Linked DNA regions of Mus musculus: region 1 is linked to region 2. Evidence: chromatin contacts called from public HiChIP or PLAC-seq data. All regions are on one chromosome and are shown on one strand. Each heading gives the region's core, a stretch centred on a gene start, on an enhancer-like site or on the middle of the called end of the contact. The rest is flanking DNA. Distances are from core to core; before and after follow the strand shown.

Evidence for each region. HiChIP or PLAC-seq counts read pairs in DNA pulled down with a chosen protein or histone mark.
Region 1: an H3K27ac HiChIP or PLAC-seq map of extraembryonic endoderm stem cells shows a contact between it and region 2. The contact joins the promoter of C730036E19Rik here to the enhancer-like site in region 2. A contact is called at or near these places in 13 of 484 Hi-C or Micro-C datasets (the Ba/F3 cell line, the G1E-ER4 cell line, the HL-1 cell line and 9 more) and 8 of 115 datasets of contacts at active chromatin or transcription factors (bone marrow-derived macrophages, embryonic stem cells, extraembryonic endoderm stem cells and 5 more).

Annotation. Positions count from the first base shown.
Region 1 is chr1:151,136,380-151,143,120 of GRCm38.p6, forward strand. It overlaps C730036E19Rik (RIKEN cDNA C730036E19 gene), which reads left to right and starts at 1,655. Exons shown (of 7, transcript NR_038011.1): 1 at 1,655-2,255; 2 at 2,525-2,650; 3 at 3,323-3,374; 4 at 5,148-5,326; 5 at 5,823-5,966; 6 at 6,080-6,236; 7 at 6,336-6,741. All of the region lies in intron 1 of Gm36139 (a long non-coding RNA gene), which reads right to left. It also overlaps the pseudogene Gm8941.
Region 2 is chr1:151,076,364-151,082,347 of GRCm38.p6, forward strand. All of the region lies in intron 1 of Gm36139 (a long non-coding RNA gene), which reads right to left. It overlaps Gm36077 (a long non-coding RNA gene), which reads right to left. Exons shown (of 2, transcript XR_387461.2): 2 at 4,082-4,389. Gm36297 (a long non-coding RNA gene) reads left to right here. Exons shown (of 4, transcript XR_387468.4): 4 at 292-967. Among named protein-coding and RNA genes, the nearest start is that of Gm36077, 4.6 kb to the right of the region's middle. Within about 2 kb of position 4,253, at least 60 of the 459 cell types and tissues checked have an H3K27ac peak or open chromatin away from gene starts, as enhancers often do. A contact at or near this core is called in the G1E-ER4 cell line, bone marrow-derived macrophages, erythroblasts and 3 more, where this site is marked.

The DNA of each region.
Region 1 (6,741 bases), core at 405-2,904, 57 kb after region 2:
ATCCTCTTGTGCAGTGCCAGCCACGCCCCTTAGACACAATGGTGAAGGTCTAAGTGAATGGATTCGGCACCTGGTTACCAGGGCTGCCTGCTCATCTGGCAAAGTAGAGATCGTTGCCATCATTGACATGGTCTACATGTTCCAGTATGACTCTCTACCCATGACAAGTTCAACGGCATAGTCAAGGCTGAGAATGGGAAGCTTGCCATCAACAGGAAGGCCATCACTTTCTTCCAGGAGTGGGATCTCACTAACATCAAATGGGGTGACGCTGTTGCTGAGTATGTTGTGTAGTGTACTGGCATCTTTACCACCATGGAGAAGGCTGGGGACCACTTGAAGAGTGGTGCCAAAAGAGTTATTATATCTGTCCCTTCTGCTGATGTTCCCATGTTTGTGATGGGTGTGAACCACAAGAAGTATGTCTGCAACACAAAATTGTCTGCAATGCTTCCTGCACCACCAACTGCTTAGCCCCACCCACCCCCTTGCCAAGGTCATCCATGACAACTTTGGCATTGTGGAAGGATTCCTTACCACAGTCGATGCCATCACTGCCACCCAGAAGACTGTGGATTGTCCCTCTGGAAAGCTGTGGCGTGATGGCCAAGGGACTGCCCAGAACATCATCCCTGCATCCACTGGTGATGTCAAGACTGTGGGCAAGGTCATCCCAGAGCTGAACAGGAAGCTCACTGTCATGGCCTTCCATGTTCCTACCCCCAATGTATCCGTTGTAGATCTATCATGCCGCCTAGAGAAACCTGCCAAGTATGATGACATCAAGAAAGTGGTGAAGCAGGCATCCTGGGGCCTACTAAAGGGCACTCTGGGATTGTACTGGCTAGTTTTGTGTCAACTTGACACAGCTGGAGTTATCACAGAGAAAGGAGCTTCAGTTGAGGAAAGGCCTCCATGAGATCCAACTGTAAAGGCATTTTCTCAATTAGTGATCAAGGGGGAAAGGCCCCTTGTGAATGGGACCATCCCTGGGCTGGTAGTCTTGGTTCTATAAGAAAGCAGGCTGAGCAAGCCAGGGGAAGCAAGTCAGTAAAGAACATCCCTCCATGGCCTCTGCATCAGCTCCTGCTTCCTGACCTGCTTGAGTTCCAATCCTGACTTCCTTGGTGATGAACAGCAATGTGGAAACCTTTCCTCCCCAACTTGCTTCTTGGTCATGATGTTTGTGCAGGAATAGAAACCCTGACTAAGACAGGGCTACACTAAGAACCAGGTTGTCTCCTGCGACTTCAACAGTAACTCCCACTCTTCCACCTTTGATGCTGGGACTGGCATTGTTCTCACTGACAACTTTGTAAAGCCCATTTCCTGTTATGACAATGAATATGGCTACAGCAGCAGGGTGGTAGACCTCATGGCCTACATAGCCTCAAGGAGTAAGAAGCCCTGGACCACCCACCCCAGCAAGAGCAAGAGAAAGGCCGTTGGCTGCTGAGGAGTCCCTATCCCAGCTCAGCCCTTGACACTAAGCATCTCCCTCACAGTTTCTACCCCAGATCCTCCCACCCCCCAAAATCATAGAAGGGATCTAGGGAGCCTTCTTCTCTCAGATACCACCCATAAGATTTACAGAAGCATCCAGGCTACACAATGGTGAGGTGATAGCGAGTAGACTCTTAGGGGAGTTCACGATGGGGAGGGTGGGAACAAGATGGAAGTTGGTATACTTAAACATTATTTTAATTCATTTGTCATCATCCAGAAAATGTGGTGTTTGGGCAATTTTGAAAGTGTTCTAATAGCTCTCTTTATTCCTTTTCATAGAAATTAACAATTAATCATGAAAGCTGTATTGTAGGAGCCCGCAATGAAGCCTGCTTCCTTTATACCTGTGTTGGTTTGATGGGGCAGCTTTAAGTTGGAAGCTCTAAATAAAGCTGCCATACTTAGCTATTGTATACCTCTTCACATCTAGTAAGTTTCCGAAGCATTCTCCTCCCCCTCCTCCTTCTCCTCCGTGCCCTCTTTCATTCTCCCTGGCTCTGTGTGTGTGTGTGTGTGTGTGTGTGTGTGTGTGTGTGTCAGTCTCACACCTAGCCAGAGTCAAAGGATTCTTAATAAGAAGCAATCGAAAGCAATCCTCTCTGCTGGCCTTACATAAGAACCACACAGCAGCCGGTCTCCTGAGCCATCCCTGTCACATTCTCCTGTCTGCTGAAGACAGGAACATCACCGAGAGTTGCTGGGAGAAGAATGACTCACAGGTGATACCCGCCACACACGTTATCCTCAAGGTAAACGCAAGTCAGGAGACAAGGCCACAGAGTCCCAAAATAGTCTGAGCCTGTCACTTAGTACCCAAAATAATTACTCAAGAAATAGCTCTTTCTGAAGGGAGAAATTACCCCATCAGTATAAAATGACACTGTCAGGAGATTGCTGGATAATGATTTTTTAACAACTTCTTGGTACTCATCCTGACAAGAAAATCGCAAATTAAAATTATATCAGCTAAATGGAGCCAAGAATTGTTTTCTAAATGCTTTTCTTAGTTTCTGTCTAGGTTGGAAATAACCACCAATAAAGGAGCCAGTCAAGAGAGTCCAAGGTAAACTAGAAAGCAAGTGGCCAGTAAATCCGAAGACCAGAAGCTTCCAAGGTGGGGGAGGCTCATGATCCAGAGCCCCAAGTACGTGCATGCTGGGGAGACCAAAATGTCCTATTACAGAGTGCATGACAGTGCTTGCACAATTCACTTCTAAATAGGCCCGGCACACTCATCGCTCACAGTTGAAGATTGATAGGTATATTAGTGTCCTGCATGTTATAACAAATGTCCACACACTGAGTGGCTTAAAGCAACTTAAAAGATTTGGAAGATCCTGGAAGATAGACATGGAAGTCAAGGTGTGAACAATGTCAATTGTTCCTGTAGATTCTGAGTGAGATTTCTGTTTGGCATGTCTCCTTTCGATTCTTTCAAGTGCAGGCAAACCCTAGGGCTCTAGCTTATGCATAGGTGTATCGCTCCAATCTGTCTCCATTGTCATATGGTGTCTTTGTATTTGTGTCTCTACCAAAGTTTGCTCTCCTTCCATGGATTCTCATCATTGTGTTAAGGTTTGCCATAACTCAGTATGCCCTCACTTAACTTGATTACATTTTAAAACTCTACCAAGGTAAGGTTGTTACTACACTTTAGAAGGGGTCCCCATTCAGTCCATAATGCCACGTCTCTCAGATATTCCATGACCATTCATGTGTGTGGTCTGGAACCTTGAGGTATTATAAAGTGAGGAAAACATTGACTACTAGAGCTGAAAGCAGCTAGGCAGGAACCTAACTCTCTTTTTTTCCACAGACGATTACCTGACTTGCAAGCAAGCAACCATTGAGACCCAGGATGAAGTCAGGTATGGGGGATGGTGCAACTAATCCCAGCACCATGGATATAGAGGAATAAGGATCAGCAGTTAAAAGGATAGCTTTTGCTGCATAACAAGTTCAGATCCAGCCTGGGCTACATGAGACCCTGACAAAAAATAAGAACCCACAAAGCTAACGTGTGAGAATGATTTGCTCTCTGTATACAGAGGATAGAGACAGTGTCTACAACACCTCACCTACCTCTGTTAGTGTTTGTCTTGAGGAGACTAAGAAATCTAAAGGTGCTAAGAGTCACCCATAGTCCATAATCCATCTCGCCTCTGCCTTAAAGGAAGCGCATCAAGTATGAGCATAGAATACAGATGTGTGTTCATCCAGCTACAAAAGAGCCTTCATTCTAAGAACTGCTTTGGCATCTAACAGTGGTCAATAGACCAAAAAGCTTCCCAGCCTCTAGACACAAAGAAGTGTCATAGAAAGATAGTTTTGACTCAGCACCAGGTTGACTGTCTTCCCTTATTGCTTTTTGTCTTTTGATATAATATCCCTTGAACGTTATCTAAATAGTAGAGAAATGAGCAATTGACAAAAAGGAAGAATTTGGAAGAAATATGCAAATGCCCCACTTGCGCAAAACTTCAAAGTACTGAAGCATTACACTGGGAATCAAAGGAAATGTCTAGACGCCAGTGAAGATGCTGCGTAGACTGACCACGATTGTTCTGGGGCCGTTCCTTGCAGCAGGAGTGGGGGAAAGAAGTAACAGGGACAAGGAAGATGCAAATGTATGTGAATATATGTGATATTCCATTGAATAACAGAATATGCAGAATGTAGAAGAGCTCTCTCCGTTAATCTCTACAACCCTAAGTGTTAGGGTCCGAGATTCACAGAAGAGGGGGCTAAGGATTAGAGCGCTGTGAGCACTCTGCCCATGGTCACATTAGAGCGCTGTGAGCACTCTGCCCATGGTCACATTAGAGCGCTGTGAGCACTCTGCCCATGGTCACATTGCTAGTCATTGGTGAAGCTACCATGACACCTGGGACTCTGAACCAAGATGGATTCTTACCAAAAGGAAGAGTGAAAAGCAATAATAGAAAAGTGTTCTCAGTTGGTTCTTAGTGACCCAAAACTCACAGACTTTGGGATCTGAAGATGGTCTTTAAAAGAATAAAAAATGGGATCCAGGATCTATGGGAAAATGTGACTTTGGTGCTGTTTTTGATTAATGCCCTAAGCAGACTATGGAAAAGCCGCATAAGCAAACAGAACAATCTGGGGTTAGTTTAATAAGAGGTGGGGGCTGAAATTTGAGACTTAAAAAAAAAAGTCTTAATGAAACAAAATACAGCCAAGCACATTCTTTCTTCTTCCCATTTCATTCGCTGCCTTTTAAGATCCAGGCAGCATAGCCTGTATCCCAGCTGGGGGTAGGGCCTGGCTTTCAGCAAGCCTTGACAGGGATCTCCCACAAAGCACTAGGAGAGGACCTGCCTTGGAAGCTCATGCATGCTCGGTTTGCACAAAGAAGCTGCAATGTGCAGACAACCATAAATAAAACAGGTAAGCTGACCTGTTACTTTTGCCCTAGCTGGGTCCTAGGACTGGAGACAGATAGCTTTAGGGACATAGTCGAAGTTGCAGTGAGATGTCATACAAATGACTGGACAAATGCATGTGGTATGAAAACAGAGTAAGGACTCTGGAGAAAGGAAGGGAATGGGAGGGGGTAGTAGAGGAGAAGGCTGTGTTAGAACCAGCCCATAGGGATGGACATGCCATGATGAAACCCATAGGAATGGACATGCCACAACGACAGCCCATAGGAATGGACAATCCACGACAGCCCATAGGGTTGGACATGCCACAACGACAGCCCATAGGAATGGACATGCCACGACAGCCCATAGGAATGGACATGCCACGACGGCGGCCCATAGGAATGGACATGCCACGACGAAACCCCTTCACCTTGGTGTGTCAACATTACATTTTCATTTTAAAAATCTTTTAGTGAGAATGCCTTTCCAGAACTGTTTGTCCTCCATGGGTAGTTTCTTAGGCACATTCTGTATGCTATTTCCTTATATCTTTTTCTTTCATTGTTCCTTTGTTCCCTGAGACAGAGTCTTCTTGCTATGTAGGCCAGGCTAGCCTGAAATTCACTATTCTCCTGTCTTGGTCTCTGAAGTTCTTAGATTATACCACCACCTTCATGTCACATGACGTAACTGATGACTAAATTTTATCCAGCCTTAAGTTATTCTTAGAAGTCTTAAGACTATAAACCTGACAGCATATCCTCGTGACTCGAGGTATAACCACAGTAAACTCATCTGTGATGGGTGATTAATGCTTTCCTGGGTCTGGACACCAGTGTCACAGCAAGCCTTTGCCCTCTATACTGTTATGAAGTGTATCACCCTCCTAAATTCATCCAAAGTGAATGGTTGTCATTGTCTTCCTTTCAGCTGATCTCTAACTCAAAGCCACTCTGCTCCAGGTGAAGCCTCTGCCTTCACCTCTGGATAAGGATTCCATACTTGCATCTTTAAGCTAGTTCGTGGGCATCTCTACGGAAGCCATCCGCAGGCATCTTACAGACACAAGATCAGGGGAGTACTCCCTACTTGCAGATGCGCCTAATGCCAAGCTGCAGCTCTACCTCTGCTTGCTACGGAGGTTTGATTACTGACTCCTCTCAACTCTTCTACTTCCTCATTGACAGAAGGGGAATAAGACAGTGCTGGCTCCCTAGGATGGTCAAAAGAACTGACATAAGATAATCAGGGAGTGCGTGGTACATGATGCAGCTCCCACGGTCTGCCTGCTGCTGCGGAACCCCATCCCCCTTCACTAGCCCTCCATCAACATCACATCCATGGGTGAGTGTTCGGCTCTGCACCTCTCTCTTTCTCATTTTTAATCATTCAGCAAAAGAATAATTATATGGAATTGAATATAGTTTTTTTGTTTCCAAACAGAGTCTGTCAAACTGAATGGGTAACACAGGAACAACAGATTTGCTTTGCAATGGAAGTCGCTGGAACCTGAAACAAGATGTGTTGCTGGCGATGTAGCTCAAGTAGTTGAATATTTGCCTGGAAAACATAACACATTGTTCATAGGCTTCATTGTTCAACTTTCAGGTTCAAACTTAGTAGTCAAGAAATGATCATTTAAAAAAAATCTGATTCATTTTAGGTAAAAGGAAAAATTATCTTGATTTTGCCCAATACCTTGAGGAACATTCTATCTGATCATGAGATATCCCTAGGCTCAACTATAAAACATTTCTCATGGCTTTGAGACAGGTGCTTGGGTAAAGCAAGCTGTATAAACAGCAGCAGTAAAAACAAGCAAAACAGCAAAATAAAGAACAACAAAGAT
Region 2 (5,984 bases), core at 3,003-5,502:
TCTGGAGATAGTCTCTCACCTCATAATCAATCCCATAATCCATTGCAGTGTAACTCAAAGACTCAAAAATGGATTTGTGTTTGTATGATTTCCCCGCCTCGTTTCTCACATTAATGCTGCCACTAACAAACACCTAAATAATGAATAGTTTATTTTTTTTTTTAACTTACTATCTGGAGTGACCTAGGAAACTTTAATAACAATCTTGTATTTTTCTGAGAAATAAACTTATTTATAATGATTGTCAACTTTCTTCGTAAGCCTGGTTAAAAACATGTTTTGCTTTTCCAGAGAACAATGAATGATCAGCAATCCTTGATGGTGTCCATTTTAGAAACGGAATGAAAACAAGAGCCATTATTGAGGAGTTAGAAGGTAGAACAAACTGTCTTCCGTTGAAGTCATCATTGTCTTGTAACGCTGGCCCTCAGAAGTGAGAGACCGGATAAAATACAACAATAATTATTACAAGTAATAAGGGGAACTATGTCCAAGAAATGACAGTTTCAGACGGACGAGTCCATTTGAACAATCAATAACACTTCAATGCTCCTCTTAGATGATATTTTGTGGTTATAGCTTATGGTTAGCATTCTCTTCACATCAAAGGACTCACTTTATTGGTTCTCTGGAGATGTACAGGAGTTGGAAGAAAAGAACTAAACCGCTGCATTGACGTCGACTGAGAGGACGGTGAAAAGTCGCCTTCTGTGCCTACTCTACCTTTCACAAACACACCCTTTAATAGAGTACATTTGAAAACAAGTTGCAATCTTACTGCCGCAAAGTATCTAATGAATCACCAAGTTATTTTGTTAGAATTGCTTCAGATGACTAAAATATCAATTTGCTTCTGATTGGAATCCAGACAACTTGGTATCAAAACAATAATTAACTTTCTTCCCCACCGCCTTCCCATTTCTCTTTTTGAGACAGGCTCTCACTCTGTAACCCAGGCTAGCCTTGAACTCAAACCAATCCTCCTGCCTCAGCCTTGTGGGTGTTTTTTTTTTTTTTCATTTATGGGTATGAATGTTTTGCCTGTGCCCCATGTGTGTAGAATATTCATGGAGGCCAGCAAAGGACATCTGCAACTAGAGTTATAGGCAGTTGCGCGCCACCATGTGAATGATAGCAACCAATCCCCAAGTGCTCTTAACCATGGCGCCACCTCTGCAGCCCCAGTCTTGGTTATTTTAAAGAATGTGTTATTTATAAGCACTTAGAAATATGTATAATGTATTGTTTATGGGTTAGGTGTGACTAGCTTTCATGTCATGAGCAGAGAATATGAATAGTCTGCGCCAGGCATAGAAATATATGTCTGTTATTTCAGGACTCAAGAGGCCGAGGCAGGAAAATCACAAGCTCAGTGCCAGTTTGCACTATATGGTGTGAATGACATTTTGTTGGAGGAGCTGCACTTTTTATAAGGCTGATTAAGTGACTAGAACTCCACTATTTGTAGGGAGGTTGGAATTCTGCAGACCCAAAGCCTCAACTTTAATATGGGCTACCTTTACCACTTTTAAATATCAATTCCTTGCCTGCTTCTGTATCTATGACTAACAGATAAGTCTTTTAAAATGTGCAAAATTGACAGACTACTAACTGTCAGCAACCAAAAAACAATAAGAGAGTCATCAAATAGCTCACCTCAGGCCTATAGACATCTCCCTGCTTTTACTGTAACTTATCTGATGTTTCCACTCATATATTTCAAGACTCTAAATACTAAAGAGAGGAAAAAGGGAGGAAGGGGAGGGGGAAGAGGAAAGGAAGGAGAGGAGGAAGGGAGGGGAGGAAGAAGGGAGGGGTGGAGGAAGGGAGGGGGAGGAGGAAGGAGGGGGGGGGAAGAAAAACCAAAAGAGCAAAGGAAAAGGATATGCACGGGGAGTGTTTCTGGGTCTGGATAGGGCCCTCTGCTTGGCTTTGCTCGCAAGGGAAGCCTAAGGCTGGCAGGGAGTTTAGAACTGTGCTCAAGAAAATGAGAGAGACCTGCTCTTTTCCGGGAGGTCTTGGGCAGGAGAGCTGTAAGATCCTTAGGAGATGAACACAAACCATACTTGTAGGGGCATCTCCTTTGACCTCACCTGGGTCATTGTTTCCGACAGCTTTAAGCCCAACAGTGAGAGATCTGACTTTGGGTCTTTATCAACTATTTAAAATATACGTGCTCAAGTGGATATAATATTCGTAATTAAATGATCACCCGTGTGCGTGCTTTCCAATCCAGAGACTGAAGTAGCATAAACCAACAAAGAAGTTTTGTGTGTTTCTGCATTAGACAGAGAATCCATCTTTATTACACCAAAAAGAGTTTATGGAATGACTTTTCTACGGTGGCTTCCAAAGTTGCTGCACTGTGGAAAGGCAGAAATGAAAGTCACACTCGAGGGTTTTCTGTTCTAGCAATGTTTGTCTTCATATCCTAACAGTTTGTTGTTGTTATATTATTGTTGTTGTTATTGTTATTACTATTATTAGTTTTACAGTGGGTGTGTTTCACAGTCTCTCTCAAAGCACTTTGAGATCTAAGGACAGCCTTTTCTCATTGTCCCTGTCGCCATTTTTCAGTGCCCTCTTTGTCCTTCTTCTGTCCTCCCCATCCTATGAGTCTTTTCTAAAAACTCATAAAAATGAAAGTTTTCACACACCCTTCTCTGCTTTGGATGTGAAACCTGGGTTGGCACGCTGGCGACGCACGGCTAGTCTCTACCAACAGTGGCCGCTAGAGGGAGACTAAGAGCTTGCTCCTTCCTCGTTTCACCTGTTCTTGTTTGCCTTGGCAATGGTCCTCCATCCTGCGATGAGCGATTGGTTTCAGCCTCCTGCTTTATTTCCAGAATTCTTTGAATGTATTTGAATGTGGTCTGTCGTAAATACAGATGCTAGCTAGCATTGCTGGGAAAGTTTCCCAGCACCCCAGAGCCCCTCAGACACAACCCCTGCTGGCTAGTGTCAATCTCCCACCCCAACGCCCAGGATCCTAAAACTAAGGGTATGTGAAGGGAGAGGGAGGCATTGGACACAAAGCTCCGGATTCTGGTGTTAAGAGGCAGCAGCTTTTGATAACTCTCCTTTTTTTTTACCTCCGCACCTCTGTCTTCCGCTTTCCATCTCTCCGGGGACTCACCTAGCAGCTCCTAAATCCTCGCAGTCAAATAAATAAATAAATGTCTTAAGGCAGCTTCTTCTTTCCGGGGTGGATCTTTGTGATTCATCACTGACCCCAAAACGACCTTATTTTGGTGCCTAAAACATATCCTCTAAATGACTAGTGTGCATGGGATACAGGCTCAAGGCAACAGGAGAATGGCCCACGGAAGCCTGGCTCTTCGGAGCTCTGTGCTCACCAGAGCTGTGTTCCAGCTGCATTTACTTCATCTTTCCAATATAGTCCTGGTACTATACCCCCGTGCTTCTTGCCAGCTCGGAGTCCACCCACATGTTCCTCTTGCCTGGAGCTCTCCTCCAGAGGCAACTGGTTCAGGCCTACTCCTTTTTCAAATCTAAACTCACTTATTGCTTCTTAGGAGGAACTTTGCCCAAACTTTCAGGGTGAGACCCAACGTTTTCATAGCACCTTGCAGCTCTTCTAAAAATAGGGTTTAAATAAATAATGGACGGCTTCACTGTTCCGGAACGTAAATTGGGTGGCACCTAAGGTACCGACCATGGTGGCAAGTGACTGGAAAGAGCTGAGCAACCCTGGAGCCAAGATTCTGGGCCTTAGGACTGCGCGGCTCCACTTTGCACAAAGAGGAAAAGAACAAAGCCGGCAGTCTAATGGGAAAGACAAAACTTAGATAGGCAGAGCAGACGGCATTCGGAGAACTCCAGCAGACCTTGTGTGTTATCAGAGCACAGAAAAGGACAACTCCCCAAGGCAAGGACGATAAGAAACCTGCTGGGTAGTTAAGACTCAGAAAGGACCTAAAGGCACTAAAAAGGGCTGGGGGTGGGGGTGTTTAAGACACTATAAACACACAATAAATAAATGATCTACGATCCTTTCTCCACATGTTATTTTAAAAAAGGTGTGTGTGGGGGAAGCAAACAACATCAACAACAAAAAATATTTACATTATGAGTTTTTTTTTAATTGAGATATTAAAGACTTTCTTCCCAGCCACCAAGTAAACACAGTTACCAATTTCTTATGAAGCCCTTGAGGGACAATCTCCAAAAGGGCCAGAGCACAGAGGCATGCCAAGGTCCAGTGTTCCAAGTGGCAGGCCACTGCAGGAGGGTGCCAGGACACATCACAGCCAGTGGCCGCTGTGGGCAAACAGGGACAACGTTGTCAATCCAGACGAGCATTTGTCCTGCAAAGGCAGGCAGCGAACCTGCAACCTGAAGCTGACACAGAGCTTGAGACTCTGGACCCTGTAGATGAAGACCAGAAGCAGAAGAAGGAAAGAATCGGGTTCACTGGCAAAACTATTCAGAAGCAGGGGCTAAGAAATCGCTGGTGGAAATGTGTCCGGAAGTTGAGCCGTTATTGTTAGCAAAGCGGAAAAGGAGAGTCTGGAGGACAGGCTCATAAAAAACCAGGGACTTTTAGAAAAGAACAGGAAGACAGCTGGAGGCAGTCTGAGCCTTAGAAACAGAGCATTAGAAACAACAGCACCAACAAGGTCCTTTTAGGTCTGAACTAAGATGCAAATCAATCAAATTCTCCTGCCGAGTCTGGCACTTGGAGAATATCTATCCTCTCTGCAAACGATCTGAGCTGTTCTTTGGGATTGAAAATATTTTTACCTGGTTGGGCATGGCTGTTTTTTTGTTTTTTATTATTTCCTATCAAGCCTTGCTATTTTATTTAAAATAATTTCAGTCTACTAATGTATAACATAAATGGTCGAATGAAGTCTATGAGTATCTGTATATCGCTTTTGCAAAAGTGAAATTCTATAGTCTGTGCTGAGATTTGCTTGTTTCCTTGGTCTTTCTTGTAACAATGCTGGTCTTGAACCTGGGACCCTACACATGTAAGACATGAAGTCTGCCATTGGCTGTGTCCATGGCCCTAATATGCCGTTTCATTTTTAAAGATTTATTTTATTTTTAATTTAAAGGTACCCTGTCCTAGTTAGTTTGAACATAGAATTCATTGTTATCAGCCATCATTATCCTACACCACGTAGGATAAGTTCTGCATATGTGCAGAGGTTAGAAGATTGTGTCAGATTCCTAGAGCTGGACATAAAGGCTGTTGTGAGCCAAGGGGGATGGGTGACCAGAACTCAAGTCCTCTGTAAGAGCAGTATGCCCTTACAACTGCTGATCCAGCTCTCCAGTCCCCAACACCAACTTGTTTCCATTGAGTACCATGTTTGAACTACTCTGACAGCAATTCATTTCATCATTAGCCATCAATTTTCAAAACTGAAGAAAGAGAAGTCTAGAGGACCGACTGAAACCATCCATTGACGATCCAGAGGAAAGAAATCACTTAGCAAAAGCACTCACTAAGCATCCAGCTTCATGTAAGGAAGCAATGTGGGCCACGACTGCCAGGAACTGACTCTGAGATACATACAGTGACTCCTCGGAACCATCACTTTAGAAAAGGCTTATTCCTAAAACTGTTTTAGCACGGCTCGCTCTCTGAAGAGCAGTTTTGAATACATCATTTGCTATTTCAGAACAATCCAACAAATTACCCAAATCAGCTATTTTCAAATATGTTTTGATTCTCAGTTGGCACGCAGTAATTGAGCATACTTAACGGGCTGCCGTGTGGCACTGCATAGATGTGTATAGTGTGTAGGGATCAGGTCAGGGTAATTGACCCTGCTCTCAGACATTTATCATTGCTTTCTGTTAGGAATATTGAAATTCCTTCTGCACTAGCTATCTGTAATATGAAATCAGTTATTACCAGCCATCCTCCTCCTACTGAGGTGCTGAATATTAGAGGCCATTGGTCCTATCCACCTGTACCCTTCTACCACAAACAACCCTCCCTCTGTCTTCCC